Regions from separate parts of the Pan troglodytes genome. Here regions 1 and 3 are each linked to region 2. A link is a contact called in public Hi-C data. All regions are on one chromosome and are shown on one strand. Each heading gives the region's core, a stretch centred on a gene start, on an enhancer-like site or on the middle of the called end of the contact. The rest is flanking DNA. Distances are from core to core; before and after follow the strand shown. Region 1 holds the start of EN2 (engrailed homeobox 2). Region 2 holds the start of MNX1 (motor neuron and pancreas homeobox 1). Region 3 holds the start of SHH (sonic hedgehog signaling molecule).

Region 1 (4,068 bases), core at 9-2,508, 1.6 Mb before region 2:
ACTCATGGCGTGCAAATGCTCCCGCACCCCCAGAGCTGCCCTATCGGATGTTTCCAGGAATTCACACATTTCCATAAAAATGCATTTTAAATGATGGACAGGCGAGCCTGGGGTAACAACGGGTGTTTGGTGGGTAGACAAGAGCAAATGGGAAGGAGCCCGAGGGAGGAGGGGGAAGAGAAGAGGAAACAGAACTTCCAGTTGGACATTCTGACAACAGCTGGAAGGAAAGTCTAGAAAAGATGAAGAGAGAGGAGGGGAGAAACCAACTGGGGCTCCCACCCTTGCCGTTGGATTCCTAATTCTCGTTTCAAATGGGCCCTGCTCTCCTGCAAAATTAGTTTAAAGGATTTTAAAACAAAGAAAACGAGATGACCGGTCTGGGAGCGCCTCAATCAGAGTAGAGAAGTTAGAGGGGGGCGGGCGACTTGGTTTTGAAGTCTTAGCTGAACAGTCACCCCTCCTCTCCTTGGCAAAAAGGATTCCTTTAGAACCTCCGAGGCGCCTGGATTTCTCCCTTCGCAAATGGAGCCGCATACTGCATTCCCCCGCTCTTTCGGATCGCTATGCATGTTTCATGAGGGTCGCTGTCCCCGGGTGGAATGCGGCCGTATGCACGCGCCTCCCTGCACACGCACACACACGCACACTTACAATAAGTGTCTGCAGGAGGAGTGTCCTGCGTGCCAGCTCTGCGTTTAAGACAGGAAGCTGCCGGGTTACCGAGTCAAATGGGAGTGACACTATTCCTCTCCATCAGCAAGGAAAGCGGACCACAAAAGTCCCTTTGTATCTCCGCAGCTCATTTAATATTATTTATGCATTTTTGTGCAAGGAATTGTGGGATTTCGCCCCACGGTAAACAATATGGAAATCTTAAAAATAGCGATCTTCCTGTGCGTGTCCACCTACGCGCCCCGGGGTGACCTGGCAGGGCTGTCGCGGGGTGACTCAGATCCCTGAACCGCGAAGCGACAGGGAAAGCGCGGGCGAGCGCAGGAGACGCGGTCGGGGGTCTCTCCGGGTTCCTGGGCTCCCGCACCCGGAGCGGGGGACGCGGCCGCTTTAAGGGGAGGAGGGGCGGCGGGCCGCTCCTGTCACCCAGCGGCGGCCGGAGCGTCACGTGGGCGCGCGGCGCCGCGGCCATTGGCCCGAGGCACGTGTCCAGGAGACCGGCCTGCGACGTCACTCGAGGGGGCTCTGTTAAAAATAAGAACAAAAATCCAGAGTGAAAGTGTCTCAGGTTGCGCCGAGTGGCCTGGAAATTTCCGAGCCCGCGCGGAGGCCGAGGCGGCGAGGGCGGCGGACGGCCGGGGAGCGCGGGCGGCCCAGCCCGGCCCGGCCGGGCCCTGGCCTCGCGTCTCTCACCCATGCGACTCGGGCCGCGGAGCTCTGCGGGGCTCGGCGGGGGCGCGGCCGCACGCCGGTGGGGCGCCCCGGCCCGCAGCGGGGCGGCGGCCGCGAGGAGGGGGCCTCCATGTGCGTGCGGGCGGTGGCGGGTGCGCTGACCGCGGGCGCCCGGCACCCTCGAGGGCCGGCTAGGGCGCGCGGGCGGGGACGGCCGGGCGGCGGCGGCGGCCGGAGCCGGCCCGGGCGGGCGTGAGCGCCGGGGAGCGCGCTGCCTGCATGCGCGCAGCTCTCGCCCCGGGCGGCCCAGGCGGCGGCGCCGGAGCCCGAGGCGGCCGGACGCGGAGAGGAGCGGGGAGCCCGGGAGGCGGCCCGCGTCCCCGCCGGACCAGTGCGTCTGTCTAGACCCCGGCTGCGCGGCGAAGTCGAGGACTTGGCTCTGTTGAATCTCTCATCGTCTGGGCGAGCGGGGCGGCTCGTGGTGTTTCTAACCCAGTTCGTGGATTCAAACGTGGCTCCGCGCCGAGCGCGGCCGGCGACTTGTAGGACCCCAGCGCTGGCCGCGGCCGCCGCGCACGCCCTCGGAAGACTCGGCGGGGTGGGGGCGCGGGGGTCTCCGTGTGCGCCGCGGGAGGGCCGAAGGCTGATTTGGAAGGGCGTCCCCGGAGAACCAGTCTGGGATTTACTGTGAACAGCATGGAGGAGAATGACCCCAAGCCTGGCGAAGCAGCGGCGGCGGTGGAGGGACAGCGGCAGCCGGAATCCAGCCCCGGCGGCGGCTCGGGCGGCGGCGGCGGCGGCGGCGGTAGCAGCCCAGGCGAAGCGGACACCGGGCGCCGGCGGGCTCTGATGCTGCCCGCGGTCCTGCAGGCGCCCGGCAACCACCAGCACCCGCACCGCATCACCAACTTCTTCATCGACAACATCCTGCGGCCCGAGTTCGGCCGGCGAAAGGACGCGGGGACCTGCTGTGCGGGCGCGGGAGGAGGAAGGGGCGGCGGAGCCGGCGGCGAAGGCGGCGCGAGCGGTGCTGAGGGAGGCGGCGGCGCGGGCGGCTCGGAGCAGCTCTTGGGGTCGGGCTCCCGAGAGCCCCGGCAGAACCCGCCATGTGCGCCCGGCGCGGGCGGGCCGCTCCCAGCCGCCGGCAGCGACTCTCCGGGTGACGGGGAAGGCGGCTCCAAGACGCTCTCGCTGCACGGTGGCGCCAAGAAAGGCGGCGACCCCGGCGGCCCCCTGGACGGGTCGCTCAAGGCCCGCGGCTTGGGCGGCGGCGACCTGTCGGTGAGCTCGGACTCGGACAGCTCGCAAGCCGGCGCCAACCTGGGCGCGCAGCCCATGCTCTGGCCGGCGTGGGTCTACTGTACGCGCTACTCGGACCGGCCTTCTTCAGGTGAGCCCGCGGGGACCACGCGTCCTGGCTCGCCGCGGGGAGGCCCGCGGAGCTGGGGGGCGGTGCTGGCGCGGGAACTTACCGGGAGGAAAACATCTCGAACCTCCCCCGCACACACGCACAAAGACTCACGCGACATTGTGTGAAGCTGACGCCGGCCCGGGCAGCGGCCAGGAGTCCAGCGGCAGGACTGATTCGCTAGGGGGTACAGACTTCTTAGGACCGCAGAAGGGACCTTCTTTCTTTCTCTGTCTCTCTCTCTCCTTCCTCTCTCCCTGTCTCCCCTCTCTGTCTTCCCCCCCCCCCCGGGGCATCTCTTCCCAGCCCCTAGCCCATGTCTCCCCCACTGTAGTTTTTTTTGGTGGGAACGGGGTGGCTGGAAGATGGGCCCGGAAGTGCACACTCTCATCCCCTTCCCTACGATCTTCCAACTCAGGCCAGGCCGGGGACGCATGCCCCAGCCCACCCCAGACTTGTCCTACCATCCGGTTATCCCGGCTGTGCTCGGGGAAGAAAAGGCGAGGCCCTTTGCCGCTCTGCCTTCTGCCCCTCGGGCCTGCGCTGACCGGTGGGACTCAGGAGGATGCACACAGGGAAGGAGGAAAATAAAGGCGCCCTTTCCTCTTGGCTCCACTTTGTTTGCCAGCGCCAGCCCGCAGTGGTGGGGCTCAGCCCCCTTCCTGCACACAGCGAGGACAAGGGAGGCAGCCGTCCCTCCCGGCACCTGCCATCCCCAAATAGAAAGGACCTTCTCTCAGGGTTTCCTGGGGGCTGCTGATGGGAAAGAGGCAGCATTCGCAGGGGCCCTGCAGAGATGCTGGATATATTTTTTCATAGATCTGCGATTTTAAAAAACTAAATCCATGTCCTTGTAGAAATCATCAACTGCATTCCATGCGGGTCTGCGGCTGGGAACCGCCATTAGAAGTGGACTGTTTGACCCCGAGCTGGCAGCGGATCCCCGCTGCCCCCAAACCCTCAACTATTTTGCGGGGGTTATTTGCCCAGATCACAGCAGGAGTGAGCCAACCCTTGGGCCGCCATCCCGCAGAAATATGCGTGCATATTTCTGATGAAATTCAGATTTCTCAGCTAGATCTGAAATTTGCTCCATTGTTCTCGTCTTCCTCCTTTGTTAATATTTAATTAACATACAGGCTCACAATGCCGGGCGAGGAGACTCGGCCGGGCTTTGTGCGGCGCGGGAGTTCGCTGAGCCAGCCCCCAACGGCCCGGGAGCTGGGCAGCACCGTCCGGCCCGGCCTGGCCCAGCCCAGCCCAGCCCAAGTCGCCTATCTTCATGGGCTTTAAAATATCCCTGCAAGATAATG
Region 2 (3,819 bases), core at 1,119-3,618:
GGCCCTGGGTCGGCACCCTGGGTTTAAGCCCAGGCTGGCAGGGGATTCGCAGACGCAGACGTGTCTGAGGTGAGGGGCAGCTTTCCCTCTTCCAGCCAGTCAGTAGGGTTGACTCTCCCAGGTGAGGGATGGGTGGCCGCTGGGGCCTTCTTGGAGCTGAGCTAGGAAAGCCTGGGGCGGCTGTGGGCAAACAGCGTTCTGCAGGGATTTTTCTCACCCCCTTGTGACTTCTCCAGCCTCTGGGGTCCTAGATTTTCTCTGTTTAGTCACAACCACAGCTTCCAGCAAAGGAATCTGAATTCTGGAGTGTTTATTTCTGTTTTCTTTTTTGCTTTTCCCCTGCTCTGCCTGCATCTCCCCAGTCTAAACAAATCCACTCAGACAGAAACAATGGGGTCTCTTTGTTTGGGTGTTGGGCGGCTGAAAGCGTTGAGCCATATACATCTGCTCGGCCCGACTCAAAAGTAGCTGACCCCGATGGGGCGAGCGGGGAGAGCCAGAGCCCCAGAGAGCCAGAGCCCCGGAGCCCCAGCCCGGAGAGTCCGCGTGTGCCAGGAAAGCCTGAGGGGCCCAGGCCTCTGGCGAGGTGTCCCGCCCGGATGGAGAGGAAGCTGCCCGAAGCCCAGCGGCTCTGGGGTGGGGAGAACAGGGGCTCCCTCGGCCCCACCTTGGAGGGGCATTCGTTACCTTGTTGGGCACCCAGGATTCCAGGCCAGGCACCTACTGTTTAGAGTCCCCCCATAGCTGGTTCAAGCCAGGCCACCTGCCTCGGCCATCGCACCCCGGATCCAACGCCCTTCCAGAGGAGGGCAGCGCCCTGGTAAGAGCCGGGGTTTCCCTGGGCCTTGGCCTTGCCTCCCCGGGCCTCCGAAGCCCATTTCTCTTGTTTGCTGCTCCTGAAGCACTCCCTCTCCCTGGAGGGGCCGCGGGTCTCTCTAACGCCCCAATGGGGGACCCGGCCCAAGTTCCTTTCCCCGGTGATAAGCCCTGACCCCCATTCCCGGGCCTGCCTAATTCAGGGCGCTCTCGGCTCGCCTTCCCCCGGCGACTTCCTTCTCCTGCAGCCTTCAGGTTAATCATTAGATCTCAGTCTCACACCTCCAACTGCCCCTTCCCGTTAAGAGAGGAAGAGAAGGCAAGGCCTGCGCATGGCCATTTTAATAATTCGCTGCCCGTCTCATGCCTGGGGGTCCGGGCGAGTCCTCGCAAGCCCCGGGCAGAGCCGAGGCGGCTTCGCAGCTCTTCCCCCGCTCGCTGGGAGCCAAGCGCAGAGAGGGGCAGGCGGTGCCGGTGGAGGATGCGCGAGGCCCTCCCGCCACGCGCATCCACGGGGGCCGCAGGGTACTCACAGTTGAAGTCGGGCATCTTAGGCAAGATCATGCCCGCTGTGGACGCGCGCAGCCACTGGTCCAGCTGGAAGGTGCCGGCGCCCAGCTTGATGGGGTCGGCGGGGTGCGCGGGATGCGCGCCTTGCACCTGCGGGTACGAGTAGGAGAGCGCCGGGTGCTGGCCCGCCAGCGCAGCCGCCGCCGCCGCCGCGGAGTAGCCGTAGACCGGGTGGCCGTAGAGCGCCGCCTGCGCCGGGAGGCCCGCGCCGCCCTGCGCGCCCCCAGGGTGCAGCCCCAGCGCCAGGCCCCCAGCTGCGGCGGCGGCGGCGGCGGCGGCGGCGGCGGCCGCTGCGCCCGGATGCGCGTGGTGGTGGGGCCCCCCGTGCCCGCCGCCCGTGCCGCCGCCGCCCGCGCCCAGGAAGCCCGGCTTGGGCAGCAGCGCGCAGTGCGCGGCCAGCAGGCGCGGCGGCGACGGGCTCTCGGCGCGCAGGCGGTCGGCGGGCGCAGCCGGCGGCTCCGAGGACGCGGGGCTGCAGCTGCCGCTGGTCCCGGCGCTCGCCCCGCCGCCGCCGCCACCTCCGGTGCCAGATGCGGCGGCGGCGAGCGACGTGACCAAGGCCAGCGGCGCGCTCTGCGCAGAGGCGGCTCGTGGGGGGTCCACCGCCAGCAGGGCGTCGATGCGGAAATTTTTGGATTTTTCCATCGGCTCGTTTGGGGCTGGCGCTCAGGGCCCGGTGGCGGGCGACGCGGCCGTGTGCGGGCTCGCGGAGTCAGTGCGTGCGGTGCAAGCCCGGGGGCTCGGTATTGTTATGGTGGTTATTTGCCAATAATCAAAGTCGCCGCCGGAAACTCAGCCGAGGGTGACCATGGTCCCGGCGCCTCCTCCGTGCGGGCCCCGCCCCGGGCCGCGCTCGCACAAACTCCCACGCGAGTGCTTCCCCGCGTCCGGGCCCGGGAGCCCGGTTCTTTGCGCTGCAGCTCTCAGGCGACCGCGCCGAGGCCGCTGCCGCCGTGGTGGGGACCCGCGCCCCTCCGCGCACTTGAAGCTCAGCGCGGCTTCCGATTGGCGTGCGCAGCGGGGACCCGGGGAGGGCCGCGGGCTCCGCCATTGGCCGAGGGGCGCACCTGTCACCGTCCCGGCCGCCCGCCGCCCCGCCCCCGCGCCGCGAGGTCCTAAGCAGCCCGGGCTGTTGCGCGGCGCTGGCGGGCGGGGACACCGCCGGGGAGTGGATACTCGGAGGCTCAACCTGGGGCCTCTGCCCGTCCTCCCCTAGGTGCGGAGCGGACGGCGGGCACTGGCAACCCCCGGGCCCCTGGAGAGCCCCGCGGCGGCCCAAGACCCGCTCCCGAGACACGTGGGCCCCTCCGGACTTGGTTGGTCCCTGGAGCCAGCTGCGCTCGTCCTCTCCGGCCTCCTTGTCGGCGCTGGAGTGGGTCCACGTCTGCCTTGCGGAGCGCGGTGGTTCCACGCTCCTGAGCGCCCACGCTGCGCAGACCTGGCCGATCTGCGAGGCGGCGGCAGCGCACTGAAGACCGTGGTGTTTCCCAAGCCCTCCCTGCTCCCGGGCCTCCAGGGCGCAGCAGGGGAGGGTTTTGTCCCCGTGGCCAAAGCTCTGCAGGTCGAACCTTATCTGCTGTGGGAAGGCCCCGCATTTTCAGGTGTGTGTGCGGGGGCGTGGGGGTGTAAACGCGCATGTGAGTGTGAGTTTGGCCTCCACGAATCCTCTCTGGGAGCCCCTGCCCCAGTCAAGGCGGAGACGGTAGATCTGGGCGCTCTGGCCTGCAGAACCCAAGTCGGCTTGCAGACGTCGCCCACGTGCCTGCTCGGTGGAGCGGGTCCTCGGTGACAAGGCTCTTCCTCGCTGCCGAGGGATGCCCGTGGGCTTGCGGGAGTCAAGGCCCACACACCTCGGCCCTGAAAAACCCGTGGGGCCCGGCATCCTTCGGAAGCCCTGCCGCTGCGACCCCCGGCCAGTCCCCGGGCAGGAGCGGGGAAAGGCTATGTCTGTCGTGCTGCCGGGGCCTCCTGGGAAGTGGAGAGGAAAGGGTTTCCCGTGAGTGAGCGAGGCACGGAGTGAGCATCCAGGTCTCACCCCCTCCCCCACACGCACACTTCAAATATTTACAGTAAAACCACTTCCAAGGGCGTTTTTGAAGCTGAAAGAATCAACACGGGGGTCGGGAAGTCAAGCGGCATCAACACCAGGCTTTGTCAATAGCGCCATTAGACCCAGTTATCTTCCCCAGCAAGCGTGAGAACTGGGAGGGAGTTCCAGGTTCCAGGGCTTGCTATGCAGGTGAGAGGTGAATAAAGGACCGGAAGGGGCTGTGGAGAGGGGAGAGAGCCAAAGAGAAACTCAGTGCCAGGTAAACTTCAAAATTAGCAGGCCAGGTTGCTACAAGAGGGATTTTTAAAAAGGCAAATATAGAGACCTTGCCACTTCTCCTCAAAAGGCTTTTGACCTAGGCGAGAGTCGATGACAGTGACTCT
Region 3 (4,113 bases), core at 862-3,361, 1.2 Mb before region 2:
TCTCGGGTTCCGAGGGACCCTGGCAAGGCCCCTCCTCCGCGGGGAGCGAGGGTGACGAGAGGATGGGCGCCTCGGGCTAGCCGGAGAACTCCCTCCAGCCAGCTGCACGCACCGGGCACCCCATGGCCCGTGCAGAGTTAATTGTGGATCGCGCTGCTGTCTGGCACTGGCGCGCGCGTCCACACTCGCGGTCCAGATTTAAGGTGGTCGGGAGCAGATGAGGGAGAGCAAGGAAATCAGGACCATTTCCCATTCCTCTCCTTTCCGACAGCTGGAGCAGGCTACCTTGCCTGCCCCTCGCCTTTCTCGGCCTCAAGCAAGCCTGGGAATCGGGTCGGGAAGCAGGGCGGCACGGAGGTAGCTCCTCTCTCTCTGCCGTCAGTACCCTCCCCCTGCACTTGCGCCCCACCAGCGCCACTCCATCAGCCGCTGTGCGCACCTAGCCCTAAAGGTAGGACTTGAATATTTTAATAGGGCAATAAAAAGGATGTTGACCTATATTTGCAAGGAAACCCATTTCTGGCTTCAGTTATACGTGCATGGAGTTTCAGAAAGTCTAGAATTGGCTGGGAGATTGGCAGCTCAGAAATCTCAAAGGAGGTGGGGAGAGAGAGAGGAATTCATATTTTGCTTAGCTTCCCCTCCCCCCACACTAATATTTATTCGCTCTTAATTCTTATGCAAGCAGGTTGAAAACTAAAGTGATGCAATGCCAATAAGTTCTAAGTCCCTCCCCTAAGGTACCTCGGGCTTGGAAGAACGAAAGAGCATCCTTAAAGAAATATCAATACATTCACACTCTGATGGGCACAATTGCGGACACGCAATCGCAAAGCCAGCTCTGCGATACAGCCAGGCACCCAGGGACGGGCGGAGTCTCCCCTGGAGCCCCTGCCTTTTGTCAGAACCGCCTCCTGGCTTTTCCAGTTGAGAATTCTTTGGTGGGGAGGTGCAGGGTGGGGGTAGTAGTGGGAAAGAAAACCACAGAGGCAACGGGAAACGTGGGAGCTCTGAGCTCCAATGCCCAAGGCTACGTTCGTTCGTTCGTACAGTGCCAGGAGACCACTTCATGTTTGTGGGAGGGGGATTCCCAGCCTCTCCTTCCATTTCCACTCCTGACTTGGAAAGGGCCGACGCCCCCAAAGTGAAGGTCTCCCCAAGTTACAAGCCAGGGCAGAGGTAGGATGGGGAAGGCCATTGTAGCAAGACTCATCAAATCAGGGCCATACTGAACCACGTCTGTTACCGTCCTCACCCCCACCACACCCTAAACTTCTCCAGCTGGACCCTTGACCTCCATTCTCCTCCAGGAAGAGGAAGAGATGGGGGGCGGGCAGGTGGGTGGGGAAGGAGCGGGTGAAATCACCTTCCTATCTGCCCGAAGAGCAAACAGAGTTAAGTCTGGAAGTGTTCGGCTTCTCGTAACCCCCTGGAAAGCCACACATTCCACGCCCCGGCGCTGGGTTCCTACCTGAGTCATCAGCCTGTCCGCTCCGGTGTTTTCTTCATCCTTAAATATGATGTCGGGGTTGTAATTGGGGGTGAGTTCCTTAAATCGCTCGGAGTTTCTGGAGATCTTCCCTTCATACCTTCCGCTGGCGCCTAGGGTCTTCTCGGCCACATTGGGGATAAACTGCTTGTAGGCTAAAGGGGTCAGCTTTTTGGGGTGCCTCCTCTTCCCGAACCCCCTGCCCGGTCCGCACGCCAGTCCCGAGCATACCAGCAGCGAGGAGACGAGGACTAGCAGCAGACATCTCGCCAGCAGCAGCATCTCGCCCATGGAACTGATGACTTCCGAGCTGTCCCCGTGCGGGTCCGTGCGCGAGTGCGCGCGGCGGGTGTGTGCGTGTGCGCTCTCTCTTGCGCTTTCCCTTCCTCGCTCCGGCTCGCCCGCTCGCTCTCTCCCTCGCTGGCTGCCTCGCTCTTTCTCTTCCTATATAACCTTGCCCGCCGCGGCTGCGGGGGACTCTCCACCGCTCCCCACCCAGACAGGGGCTGGAATGGCAGGCTGCCGGCCGCTGATAACGGAACACATCGGAGTTGGGTCGCGAGACAGCAATCAAAAGACAAAAAGAGTCTGATTTTAAATGGTAGCAAGCCTGGAGAGCTTGTGAGAGAGGCTGCCTTTAGCACTATATTATAGCTGCCAGGGGCGCATCTGATTGGCCAAAGCCGCACAAGCTTGTCTTCTGATGTTAACCCTGAAGAAGACTACATTTTTTTTTTCTGTTGCTGCTGTTGCTTTATTTTCACCTGAAGGCTTCCAGTTAAAAAAAAAAAAAAATCTTTCCTAAGATAAAGGTGGGCGGGAGGGAGGAGCGCATGTCTTGTGGTAACAGCAGTTACTCCCGGCTTTGTGTACATCCTTGCGTTTCCCCCTGACTTTCCCTGGAATGGTAGGTGCTTCAGTTAAAACCAACTTAAGTTTTTAAAGGACAGTTTAAACCCCCCCAAGCTTCAGTCATCAAGCACAGAGTCGCTCACACATTTGAGGGGCACAGCTGCCCAGCTGTTATTTAATTTTTCTTCCCCAGGGACTTTATAGTGCAGGCTGGCTCTCCCTGCATTTTGAAGAAAGAGGACTGAGCCCCTCCTGAAGACTCAGCCTCTGTGGACCGAGGATAATTATGAGTGACCATAACTTAAAGCACTGGTATTTGAAATGCTTTAAGCGCCTTAGAAAAATGTAAAAATACTGCTCTTTTATTGTGCTTCAATTAATACATTTTTTTTTTTTTTTTTTGTAGAGCTCTGCAAATGGGATGGAGGCGTGCTCAAGGGCAGGTACAGAGTGAACTGCGGGAGTCAGGGTGGATGGGCAAAGTAGGTCTGGGGGCTGCACCCCAGCACAAGGGAGAGAGTGGGGGCCAGTGTGTGCGCTGGGTGTGTGGAGGCCATTGCAGGGTGTGGGGGGGCAGGCGAGTGGGCGAAGCTGTGCTCACACAACCCCCACGATCGATCAGAGCAAAGTGCAGAGCCAGGGATGAGCTGAATGTGGAATTCAGGCTCCTTGCAAAGCTGGCCTTGTGTGGGGGCTCAGCAGGCCAGCAGTCTTCAGGCACAGGAGCCACCAGTCCTAGGGGCTGCAGCCCAAGGGGTCAGGGGCCCTGGGGGAACAGTGTTCTGGTTAACGAGGGGCTTCCTAGAAAGAGGGCACAGTGCCCAGGAGTTGGCAATCTTTGAGTCTATAATCACCTCACTTTTTGCAGAAAAAGGAAAAAAACTCAAAAGTCCTAAGTAAACCAGGAAAATAAAATTTGAAGCTCCCTCTCAACCCTGCTTTTCTTTCTTTCTTTTTTTTTTTTTAAAAAAAAAACAGATCATGCCCTTCCCCTTCTCAACCGCCATCCCACTCACGTGCAATGATTCCTCTAGCATAGGATTAGAGAGTGAGGGTTATTTACATGGAGGGGAAATCCTGACCCTGAGGAGTCATCAGATGCTGCAAATGTGGCCCTGTGAAGTTAAACACTCTCCCTTGACCCCAGGCCCTTGGAGTGGAGGGGGAGAGGCCCCCTGTGAAGCTCAGCCCTCAAATGATGGAAGTTTCCAGAAGTTCCCTTTGCAGATCAACTTTTTGTGTGTGTGGTGGGGGAGAGAAGGAGAGGAGCATCTTAGGACACATCTGTCTTGGGCATAAGAGGCTGAGCGTTAACAAGACTCGGTGGCCTGGGTCCCTTCTGGGAGGTTGACCCAGGCTCCCCATCCCACCTCTCTTTCTTGTTCCTTTCCGTGGTTTGTGACGAATCATGATCCCTGGAGGAGAGCACCATGGGGGAGCAGCGTCCACTTGACCAGGCCCCGGCAGTCTCCACTGAGCGGAGCTGGAGCTCAGCCGAGCCCAGGGATTCTCCAGGCGGTGTGTCTGCGCTGCCTGTCCTGTTCCCAGTAAAAACAGACACAAAACAGGACCCGTGTTCTCTCCAGAGGAGGCCGGCCTGTTTGATGTGTCTACCTGCACAGCATGTGGATGTCACATCACTGGGTGGTGCCTGGGCTGGACCAGCGACCTGGCCCAGTGGGACACTTGCAAACTTTTGACTGCCCTGCCTTCCACCCTTGGCATCTCCTCTTGCCCCAGTCCCTCCTCCTCCCCCTGTCTTTCCCCGCTAC

Evidence for each region. A called contact is a pair of places that touch in the nucleus more often than the background predicts.
Region 1: a Hi-C map of induced pluripotent stem cells shows a contact between it and region 2, with 3 times the contacts expected there. The contact joins the promoter of EN2 here to the promoter of MNX1 in region 2. A contact is called at or near these places in 3 of 7 Hi-C or Micro-C datasets (induced pluripotent stem cells and stem cell-derived neural progenitor cells).
Region 3: a Hi-C map of stem cell-derived neural progenitor cells shows a contact between it and region 2, with 3 times the contacts expected there. The contact joins the promoter of SHH here to the promoter of MNX1 in region 2. A contact is called at or near these places in 2 of 7 Hi-C or Micro-C datasets (induced pluripotent stem cells and stem cell-derived neural progenitor cells).

Annotation. Positions count from the first base shown.
Region 1 is chr6:170,502,734-170,506,801 of NHGRI_mPanTro3-v2.0_pri, forward strand. EN2 (engrailed homeobox 2) reads left to right here and starts at 1,259. Exons shown (of 2, transcript XM_016945789.4): 1 at 1,259-2,737. The coding sequence starts at 2,044. It overlaps LOC134810599 (a long non-coding RNA gene), which reads right to left and starts at 783. Exons shown (of 3, transcript XR_010159079.1): 1 at 655-783.
Region 2 is chr6:172,055,562-172,059,380 of NHGRI_mPanTro3-v2.0_pri, forward strand. MNX1 (motor neuron and pancreas homeobox 1) reads right to left here and starts at 2,369. Exons shown (of 3, transcript XM_001150658.6): 1 at 1,350-2,369. The coding sequence starts at 2,031. LOC134810602 (a long non-coding RNA gene) reads left to right here and starts at 2,478. Exons shown (of 2, transcript XR_010159086.1): 1 at 2,478-2,987.
Region 3 is chr6:170,852,653-170,856,765 of NHGRI_mPanTro3-v2.0_pri, forward strand. It overlaps SHH (sonic hedgehog signaling molecule), which reads right to left and starts at 2,112. Exons shown (of 3, transcript XM_001147185.7): 1 at 1,472-2,112. The coding sequence starts at 1,780.